2 separate regions of the Gossypium hirsutum genome follow, and region 2 is linked to region 1. The links are chromatin contacts, called in public Hi-C maps. All regions are on one chromosome and are shown on one strand. Each heading gives the region's core, a stretch centred on a gene start, on an enhancer-like site or on the middle of the called end of the contact. The rest is flanking DNA. Distances are from core to core; before and after follow the strand shown. Region 1 holds the start of LOC107931875 (serine/threonine-protein kinase BSK1). Region 2 holds the start of LOC107932254 (NAC transcription factor 29-like).

Region 1 (5,499 bases), core at 238-2,737:
TAACGTGAGTAAGGACCAAAGTAAATCCAGACATGAATAGCAGGTAAGTCCTTTATATTTGGACGCTAAGTCAAACAACAAATAAAAAAATTAGCAAAGGAATTACCATTTCTAAGATACTCTGGAGGTGTGTAGGCAAGATTAGTACTATAACTTTTTCCATCCCTGCTATTTTTCATCAGGCCAAAACATGAAAGACGTGGATCACCATCCTACAAAATCCATTAGAAAGAAATCAATTACTGGCCCACTGATAGTTAATCATAGAGAAAGTAGAGGAAAAAGGCCTATACATAATAAGCATTCTCAAATTCAAGAGACAATACCTCATCAAAAATAACCCGGTAAGCATTTAGATCATGATATAATGGATGACCCTCACTACTACAATAATCTAAAGCCTCAGCAATGCAGAAAGCTACTCTTAATCGCATTGCCCACTCGATGGTTTGATTTTCCCCTGTATAATGTGAACAAAGATCCAAACTTAGCCTGAGATAATCAGAAGGTCCAGATATATATTCAACTTACAAGCATGTAACTAGTAAAGGAAAAAGATCAAAGAATGTTACCCTTTATATCAAACTTACTAAGAAAAATCTACCTCTAGCATAGCTTATAAGTTCTATATGGATTACAGGAACTCATTAAATTACCAAGAAACTAAAACAAAAATTTATGGAGAATGAGAACTGACAGTGAAACAAATGCTTAGCAAGAGTATCATTTATCATGTACTCAGCAACAAGCAGCCTTTCATCTCCATCACAGCAATATCCTATCAAATTTGCCAGCCTCTTGTGTCTCAACTTCCCTACTCCCCAAGCTTCCTCCTAACCAAATCCATAAAAACCCACTTCAAATATCTAACCAAAAAAAAAATACTGAGAAAAAAACATTAAATCAAAAACAATGAAGAAATAATACCGCAAACTGTTTGGGGTCAGGCCAAGCCATCTTAGTAAACTTCTTAACAGCAATCCATTTCCTGTTCTTCAAACGACCTTTATAAACAAGGTTAGGAGCCTTTTCCCCACTTTCAGAAACGATGTTATCTGAACTGAAATTATTGGTGGCCGCTTTCAGGTCAGCCAAGGAGAACTCTGAGAAAGAAGGGACTCCATTAGTAACAGCCGGGTCGGCTACGGCACCCGGACTTGATTGGCTAAGGTTCTGTGGCTCCTGTTGTTGTTGGGTCTGGTCTTTTTCTGGGTGAGTCTCTGTTTGAAAAGATGATTGACAACAACCCATAATTCAGCTTTCTGGAATCTCTCTTTTACTTCTCACAGGAAAAAAAATGAACAACAAAAAAGGAAAAGAACAAAAATGGGTTTAGAACTTAAGAGTAGAATCTATTTGGGCTTTTGTCTTTGTTATTACTCGTTTTAATGGCTGCTCGTGTGCTTGTGGTGTGAGGGCTGCTGCACTGCTAACTTTCCTTATTACAAGATTTACATTGTTTTAATTTCTTGCAGTAATAAAGGAGTTCATCATTTCCAACTTTAAGACAGTGATATTTATAGTTTGCAGTCCCTTTCTTTTTTTTTTTTTAATGTAGCCCCTGGGAAATTACTCAGTTGCTACTCAGGTTAAATAATAATTCACTCATAAAACGTTGTTAATTTCAAGATATATTATATTAATTTCAGTTCACACTGTTTTTTTTTTATTGTTTTTTCTTCAGATTGTGTTTCTCACTGTAAATTGTTAAATTCGACGTAATTTTCATACGAAAAAACCCAAAGACTGGAAGAGTTCATTGAACCAACAACTCCTACAAGAAACATATATATATATATATGGTTGAGTTGAGATTTATTTGGTTTAGGGGTCAACAAATTAATCTCTTATTTACAGCCAAACTTGCACATTGATGTTCCATTAGTTTAATTCATGTCATAATTTCTTTTTATATAATTCCTTACCTCATATACCTCCAAAATTTTAAACTGAAATTCAACTTTTGCAATATAATACGAGCTAAACTCGTATTCGGTCGAAAAAAAACTCAAATTTTTTTATACATAATGTATTATTTTGAACAAATTAATAAATATAGTAAGATTTTCATTGTTTTTAGATACTTAAAATTAGATTTTATGAGAATATAACAACAGATTTAAGCATTGAAATAATGGAGAAAGCATATATTCTCTGGTCTCCACCAATAGCTAACCCATCAAATGAAGATGATGATGTGGCAGTGTCTAGATGTGAGGTCATGGCAATTTTTTAAAGCAAGAACATTAAATAAACAGCTTTCTTTCTTTCATTTTCCAGCTGGGAAAAGAAGACTAATTAACAAAATAATATAGTATGAAAGAACAATCTATTCGCTGTTGGGTAAGTAACCACTTCAGACCAAAGTTTGTCCGTTTTTAAAGCCTACCACCTTGGGTTTATTTAAACAATAACCAGCAACTTCCTAACAAAATTGCGAAAGGATTTTGTTAATGACTATTATAATTCTGTATTAACAAATTTTGTGAATAAAATTTTCATATATTTAGTTATTCCCATGATTTATTTTTTTCAAAGATAAAGGAATATTTTTTACTTATTTTGAAGAGGTTTTATTTTTTCTAGAGATTTCACTCATATTTCTAGTTTTAAGTTTAAAATTGTACTAACTATCCTTCACCTTATAAAAAACTATTGTAATATATATGTAATAAATAAGTTTTTTATGATATTATTACACTAGTAACCAAAGTAGGTATAAAAATTTTTGTTAAAAAGTCTTCAAAAATGAGCTTAGATGTTATTTAATTAGTCTATTTTATCGTATAACATCAGTAGCTTTGGAGTCTAAGGTTAAAATTGTAATATATTTTATTAATAATATATAATTTATAGTAAAAGTATTGTGTTAAATATCGTTATTAATGATTTTACGAATATTGTTACATATACTCTATCAAAAGTCACCTTCATCATATCACATGCACAAATAACATGCCTCGTCAAGGGAACTATTTCGCCTTGCATGTCCTTTGCCTAGGACTAAGGCTCATACGACTCAACCATACCAACAAGGTGGTTATTACTTTCATCCTTATACCTTGTAACCCCATCATATTGCCAACCTAATAAGGAATCACTAAATGATAGGCCTACCTATCATGAGAGGACACGTGACATTGAGAGGTCAATCATATATATATATACACATATTTCCTAGCTCTTTGCCTATATCTCTTTCATCCTTCCTCTCCTTCCAACTCTTCATTATAGTACCTTAACCACTACCTTCTCTCCTCACGATCTTCACCCTGTAGGGAGAATTGTTTGTCCCTCACCAACAATTGATAATTGTTACACATGTTTCGCCAAAACACCACCCTCACTAATAACATGTCTCATTAGGGGAACTACTCCACTATGCACGTCTCTGCTTAAGATCAATGACATATTTCTCAACCACCCGAACAACTCAACCTTACCTATTGTAACACTCTTTACTCAAGTTTTTACCAATAACCCAAGCAACAAATGCCACACTTGAGCTTTAAGTCACTACAATTCTAGCTTCACTTTGCACACTTCATTTCAACTTATATAAGCTTATTTGAGGTATTACAAATCATTTCTAAGCATCCCTTACGATTTGGTCGTGATTAGAAGTCAAAACGAATGAAGGAAATATAAGAAACTCAAGTGACTTGCAAAAAAGTACGAGAAGGGTCCTTGTCGTGACAACCGAAAGGCATTGTCTTGCCAAGGGTATTCAATGACCTCTTTGTTGCAACAACAACAACAAAAAGAAAACTTTGACGTGACAATAGCCTCACTGTTGAAAGAAAATAAAGAGAGCCATCGTTGTTGCGACAACAATATTGACGTTGTCATGACAATGCTGTCAAAATTGTCAAATTCAATATTGTTAGACTATCAAGACCTACAAAAATAGAATAAAAAACCTATTTAAAAATATAAATTAGTTTATAACAGCAAGTAGGATTATATCCACAGAGAATAATGATAATTCTATTTCATTAATAAAAATAAAAATAAAGGGGTTTAAAATTAAAAGAAAGTAAAAAGGGGTCGTAAAATAAAATAAAATAAAATTAATAAGGAAAAACTATAGTCAAAAGTAATATCTCCGTCGATCATTGACGAAAAATAACTTCAATGCCTTTAACAAATTAGTTCTTGTTGTTGACTTGGTGTTGGGAAACCGATCTCTCATTACCTGTTCGGTAACCAAGAGGCAGCTTGTTTGAAATTAATTTCCTAACCGATAAATAACCCTATAACTCAGTGCCCAAGATTTAACTTACCAACAGCATTAAGAACTATAATGACCTAATTCTAACCAACAAACTCACATCAGTAGGGTTTATTTAAGTTAGATCACACATCCACACTACATAATCATAAACTACAACATAAGTGGGTTATGCAATTTGTCACTAGTATTAGAATAAATTAAATAATTACGAATTTAATTATTATAATTGATAAGACAACCATTCTAAGCTATCAAGTATTGGTTACATATTTAATAAACTTGAGCAGTTGTAATTATAATAGAAGATGTATGAATACCAAAAAAAAAAGACTTAAGCGCTTAAATCTCACAAAATTTGAATCAAACTTCGATAAAACCATTGACTAGAAAATCAAGTTTAAAAACCCATAAAATAAAGAAAACAAAATAAAACTAAGAACAAGTCTAAATCTCCCCATAATAATGTCTATTTATAGGGGGGAAATAATATAATGGAGAAAGTATAAAAGTTCCCTTAATTACATAAGGCATAATTTTTCTAGATATTTTGACAATTTTTGTGTCAAACTTCTAGGCTATTTTGTGCATCTTCTTGAAATTTTTGGCCTTCTGCCATGAAATAAATTTAGTTAGATCTTTTAATTCCCTTCGAATCGGTACATTATAGGCTCAAAACAGACATTTGTAGCTCAAGTTATGACCAAAATATAGATATTACACTGTGTTGAAAGTCCAAACCACAAAAACTTGTCAAAACAAACTTTAAAGCTCTTTTTTCTCCAATTATTTCCTAAAACAATAATAAATAAAATATAAGTATAAATAATATAATTAGAAAAAAAATAGTATAATTCAAAGGGAGAAATATCACAAATAGTTAGAGAAATATGCACTTATCAAATATCAAACATTTTCAAACGTATACCAATCAATTCCCAACATTTACAAACATATTAAAACCTCAAAATTCCATCCAAATATCACTAGTTTCAAGGATAACTCATAGCCACCAAGCATCTCAAGTTCAAAATAGTAACAAAAGAGCATAACATAGCTTTGGAACCACTATTAACATGCAAAATCCATTCAAATGGTTCCAATCATATGTACATGTCACTCTAAATACCAAAATAATAGATTCATACTCTCCAAGTTTTTCCTTTGTAATGAGATGTAATTGAGGATGGCCACACCAAAAAAAATCTACAAGAAACTTCAACCTACGCGTTAGAAAACAAATGCATTAAGCTAATGAAAGCTTAGTA
Region 2 (6,048 bases), core at 2,872-5,371, 370 kb before region 1:
CATGATCACTGTTTATAGGCTCAACCATCAACATTTTAGGGGCTTTTTTACCCAAATATTATAAAATAAAACAAATATTCAAAAATGATATCCCACCTCGATTAATTACGGGAATGGATTATTTGGGGGGTGGAGGGTGGTGCAAAGGCGACACCACCCATTTTTTTTTATAATGACAAAAATCAGTTAACCAACAAAATAATAATATTATATTGATGGAAGGAAGCTAGTAGGCAGCACCAAAATAACCCGTATAAACCAATACAACCCGAACTGGTGGTGCCTACTTGACAGGCGGCCCTAAAAGTGTCTACTTAACAAGCGGCACCAAAGCCTAAATAAGAGCAGGAGATTTTATCAACCTTGGATCTATTTGAGAAATTGGTCCTCAGTAACATATGTTTTCTCAAGGGTTTTGCCAATCAACTTCTCCTACAGAGCAATGAGCTCGTTAAATGAATAGGTGTTTTTGGAAGACCTGATGAATAGAGTCTTGTTCAATGTTCTGGGGTCATTGACAACTTTGATGGTGTAGGTTCCAATATCAGCTTCATGGTTGAAAACAGCTGCAAATGGTGATGGCAGATGCTTTGTTTAATCTCTAAAACTAAGCAGTCGTCAAGTTTCTGATTAGAAATGATTTGTTTACCTTTAGGTTTTGGTGTCGCCTGTCAGGTAGGCACCACCAGTTCTTAGGTTGTGTTGGGTTATACGGGTTATTTTGGTGTCGCCAACTAGCTACTCTCCATCAATATAATTTTTTTTTGGTCAATTGATTTCTACCACTGTCAGAAAAAATAGGTGGTGTGGCCCCTGCACCACCTTCCACCCCCAAATAGTCTATTCCCGTAATTAATCAGGGTGGGATACCATTTTCGAATTTTTTATTTTATTTTATAATATTTTGGTAAAAAAGCCATATTTTGGTGAAACTTCTATTTTCTAATGTGTGCATGTTACCAAAGTGTTCAATGACTAGATTTATTGTATGGATTATTATGAAAGTGTATCTTCTCATTTAAAAAATGTGACTTAATTTTCTCTTCAATCTCTATTATTGTATTTTATTCTTTAGAATTGTAATAATTGTATATAAACATTCTCCTACATAAAATACTTTTATATTCTTAATATTTAGAAAGAAACAAGTAGCAAGAATAATTAATTCAACTCAATTTTAATTGTAAAAGATTAGAAGACTAAAAGTGTAACACCCCAAACCCGGCCTAGACTAAATGACTGAATCCGAAGATGTCACATGGAAAGATTTTGAAAACGGGTTGAGTTGATTATAAAACCCACATTCCTTTGTGTTTAATACAGAAAACATTATTTTAACAGTTTATTTGTCAATTACTTATTACAGCGGAAGCTTTAATCATTCGTGTTTGAAAACGCAGTTATATTTTTAGAAAAATATTCTTTGCATAAAACCGTTGTTTCCAATAAAACGTTTTACCAAAGCAATTAAATCAGAAATGACCAGTTAAAAATCAAACAGTCTAGAGAGTCCCAAAATTTACCAACTCTCAAATGATTACCAAAAATATAAATAAAAACCAACTTTAATCAATTTTACGAAAAAAGTGGTCACCGCTGAGTCCCGCTGCACCGATCTGCCTAAAACTGTGGATTACTTGACAAACAAACAAGCAGATTTGAGTTTACGTAAACTTAGTGTGTAACCCAATAAAATTAAGCATGCAAGCATACAATCATCATATATAGAACTAGTACAGATACAGATACGGACATCATGTCCTTTTCAGATAAAGTAGTAGAATCAGATACAGATATGCATAATCCTACCCTCATCCTCTACATACCTTCTCATTCATCCTATCACACTATGTGGGGTTAAAAACACCTACTCATCCCTACACACCACATTGTGTCATTAAAACACATATCAAATATAATATGTAGTCAAGTTTCCAGAATATAAGCGTTTAACGCCGATCAGAATACTTCCTTTTCATATACAAATCCCACATCAAAACAATTACAGAGCATACGTACAAAATTTAACACGCTTACATAAAAAAATAACAGATATGCATGACATAATCATACTCAGAATAGTGTTTCAGTCTAACAGACCACATAGTTTTAGGGTTTAGCAAGCCTTTACAGACCCTACAGTAAGCCCACAGTCGATTAGGACGACCTGTGCTACCCTACGAAAAATTTCAGTATAACGAGCCTAGACGCCCGTATGGCCCACACACCCAGATTGGCCTTGCCCGTGTCGCCCAAACGGCCTGGCCCAGAATCCGTACGCTCGTGTGTTTACCCGTGTGGGCCCACTCGCCCAAGTGGCCCACGCGCCCAAATTGGTGTTGCCCGTGTGGCCCACACGGCCACACTCGAGCCACTACACGACCGTGTGCTGCACACGACCATGCCTTCGTTGACCACACGGCTGTGTATTCGCACATGGCCTACCACACGGGGCAACCACAAGCCCGTGTGGCGTCGACAGTTTCTTTTTTTTGGCTTTTGCCGAAGCTTTGTTTTCTGTGTTTCGGGTACACACCTGATATCATCTCGATGCAACAACACTCCTGAGCACTCCGAGACCTAAAAACAGAATACCCACAACAAATTTAGCCAACAACTCACAACCCTTCAAAAATAAACCTAAAGATGTGCATACACTTACCACCAACACACGCATTTACTCACATCAATTCGACCGTTGAATAGAATCTGTTGTTTCACCCACTTCTCCTACGCATAAGATATCACAAAGATTCAACCTTTAGAAATCAACAATTAAAGAATGCCACCGCAAGCTAACTTACCGATTAAACCGAAATCAATGGTTCAAGGCGTACAAAAGCAAGGATTAGAGGCAGAGACGGAGAACAGAAGAAAAGAGTTTAATAATTTTCGTCAGAGAGTAAAGAAGATAAAAGAAAGAAATTTGGAGATTTTTTTTTTGATTTAGAAGAAGAAAAACATCAGAAGTTTTTGGGGGAAAGAAAATAAAGAATAAAATTAACAAAAAGATGACTACCAAATCTCAACTTCCTTAGAAACCCACACCACTGAAACCCTGACCCAAGGCCAAGCAAAATATAATACCCACGTCCATGCTAAGATTCAAACACAAGACCTCCAACATACAAACCTTCTTACCACTTGAATCAATAGACTCATTCTAATATAATTTTACAGATAATTAAATATAAGCCCACTGAACAAAAGTAAGGCTTGTATCAAAAAATAACCAAAATTTAGCAAAGGTGAGACTTGAACCCAAGACCTCTCATACACACCTAAAAAACCTAACTACTGAAACAAATACACAATTATATTAAAATCTTATAGAAGCAAAAATAAGAAATTTGGGACGTTACAGAAAGAACAACTAGAGGCGAGCTAATAGTAACTTTGGTTCCCTTAAAAATGAAAATATTTAATTTAGTCTTTTTAAAAATAATAAAAATATAAGTTAATCTATATAAATTGTACTTTAATTCTCTTAAAATAAAAATATTTAATTTAGCCTTTTTAAAAATAATAAATTAATTTATAGTAAAACATTTTACCTTTTAAAAATTTTATAATTCAATTTCGAAAATTTCTAGCTTTCTCACTGAACTAGAATCTACTTATCTCATATTATTTCAAAGATCGAAGTTTTTGGTAGAAATTTCCTTGCAAAAACCTTACTATTATGGCTTGGAATTTCCAAGCAAAAGTCCACATACACAAAAATAAAAGGCGAAAAAAGAAAAAGGAGGTCAAGGAAGACCTGAGAAATCAGTCATCGTCTACCTCACACAAATCTAGCAAAGATTAATCAATTGCGACTTTATTGTGTATAAGCGTGTGGGTTCCACCATTTGTTAAAGACTTCAGTTTCCATTTTGTACAGATACTTTTAGGTTCTTTCATGATTTTCTTTGGTGATGACTTGGTCTTAATTTTGAAGCTTTTTCATCACAACATTTTAAACAGATTTTTCACTTGTCCAAAACATTTATAAATCAGCAATTTCATCTAGCATCCTTATAAATATCCACCCAAGCCGGTGTCTTTTGCATGCAAAATCACATTCTTTTTCTTTTAATTTCATTTTCAATATTAAGCCAAACTGAAACCCTGTAAAAATACTTATACCTCAATGAACTGCCAATCCAATTCTGATGATACCACCCTAGAGATGGAACTTCCGGGCTTTCGATTCCATCCAACAGAGGAAGAACTCCTTGGTTTTTACCTCAAAAACATGATTTACGGTAACAAGTTGCGTGATGATGTAATTGGATTTCTCAACATTTATCACCATGATCCCTCTGATTTGCCTGGTACATAAGTGTTCATTTGTTTGTTTAACCACATAGGAAAATATGATTGTTTAATATATATGTCTGATTCGGATGTTTTTTTTTATAGGATTGTCGAAGATTGGGGAGAGGGAATGGTATTTCTTTGTGCCTAGAGATAGGAAGCATGGCAATGGAGGGAGACCAAACCGGACGACTGAAAATGGGTACTGGAAAGCCACTGGTTCTGACCGGAAAATTGTGAGCTTATCAGATCCAAAGCGGATAACTGGCCTGAAAAAGACTCTTGTTTTCTATAAAGGGAGAGCTCCACGAGGAAACAAGACTGATTGGGTCATGAACGAGTATCGCCTCCCAGATGGTTGCTCCTTGCCTAAGGTAGCTTTTTTTTTTTAAAAAAAAGTTAATTTGCATTGAAACAGGATTGCTTAAATTACATTAGCAGACTTAAATGGAAGGTCTTGGGTCTTATTCTTCTATGATTGAATACAGGACATAGTTTTGTGCAAGATATACAGGAAAGCTACCTCCTTGAAAGTACTGGAGCAAAGAGCAGCATTGGAGGAAGAGTTGAAGGCAACGAACACAACAACTTCATCTCCATTGTCATCCTTACAGACCATCTCCTTTTGCAACCCAAAAGAAGATTTGGTGCCATCAATTTCTGAAACCAGAGAATTCTTCAAGAAAGAAATTGAAGAAGAAAAAGAACTGGTGGAAGAGAAAAAAGATAGAATAGCAAAGGAGAACAAAGTTTCTCCACCATCTCTGCATTTTCCTGTAGGCAATGAAAAATTGGCAGAGCTTCAATTGCCCAAAATTATAAATGACTGGACCCAGGATCAATTCTGGACTCAGCTAAATAGCCCTTGGTTTCAGAATCTGACACCATATGCAAACATCCTGAATTTCTAATACCCTAAGTTACTTTGCCAAGCCAAGCTTAATTTAGACTCTGATGTTGTAAATAAGCTTTAATCAGCTACTGCTATATCTCGGTACTTGGTTGGGGCCCCTCGGCTCACATTGAAGTTTTGGATGACCATTTCTTTTACTGTGTTCAAGCTTTAAATGAAAAAAAAAAAAAAGGCACACATGTTCTACATCGAATTGATTGAACCTTGAAAATGTTTAATTATGGGCCAGCCTTGGTAAGATTGTCTTTGGATTCGGAAGAAAAGCAACCCAAAGATAAACTGAGAAGAATGATGATTGATGGGCCTATGTGGTTCAATGGGAAATGAAAGGGTATCAGTTGCGTGATGGTCTTGCCTTTGTAAAGGTTCCTTAATCTATTTTAGGGATAATGCCGGTTTGATTCGTTCGGTATTTTTTTAAAATTTTAAATCATATATGATAATTTGATTTGGTTTTTAATTGTTTTATATTAATTTTTTGTTTTAAAATTTTAAATTTATTTTGACAAAATAAGTTTTATTTTATAGCATTTGAATATTATTTGATAATATTTTAAAGCCTTTTTCATAAATATTTCGAAATAAAAATAATTTTTCAAAAACTTTTACATTATTTGCTCCATTTTAAATACAAATATTTATTTTTATCATAAAAATTAAAATTAATTAAAAGTAAATAAAAATAGAATTTAGTTCAATTTTGAGTAATTACAATTTTTAATTTGCATTCTATAAAACGTCTAAATACCTTAGCTTGAATTGATTTGTGATTAAAGGCTTAGCTTATTTCACATTTTTCTAATACTTATGGGGGATTTTTCATGTCCAATAATTAA

Evidence for each region. A called contact is a pair of places that touch in the nucleus more often than the background predicts.
Region 2: a contact with region 1 is called in a Hi-C map of leaf, with 2.0 times the contacts expected there. The contact joins the promoter of LOC107932254 here to the promoter of LOC107931875 in region 1. A contact is called at or near these places in 2 of 34 Hi-C or Micro-C datasets (callus and leaf).

The regions. Positions count from the first base shown.
Region 1 is chrA12:5,472,548-5,478,046 of Gossypium_hirsutum_v2.1, reverse strand. LOC107931875 (serine/threonine-protein kinase BSK1) reads right to left here and starts at 1,487. Exons shown (of 10, transcript XM_016863842.2): 1 at 928-1,487; 2 at 698-833; 3 at 327-460; 4 at 107-212. The coding sequence starts at 1,251.
Region 2 is chrA12:5,847,159-5,853,206 of Gossypium_hirsutum_v2.1, reverse strand. LOC107932254 (NAC transcription factor 29-like) reads left to right here and starts at 4,121. Exons shown (of 3, transcript NM_001327347.1): 1 at 4,121-4,316; 2 at 4,405-4,673; 3 at 4,788-5,259. The coding sequence starts at 4,133. The coding sequence ends at 5,210.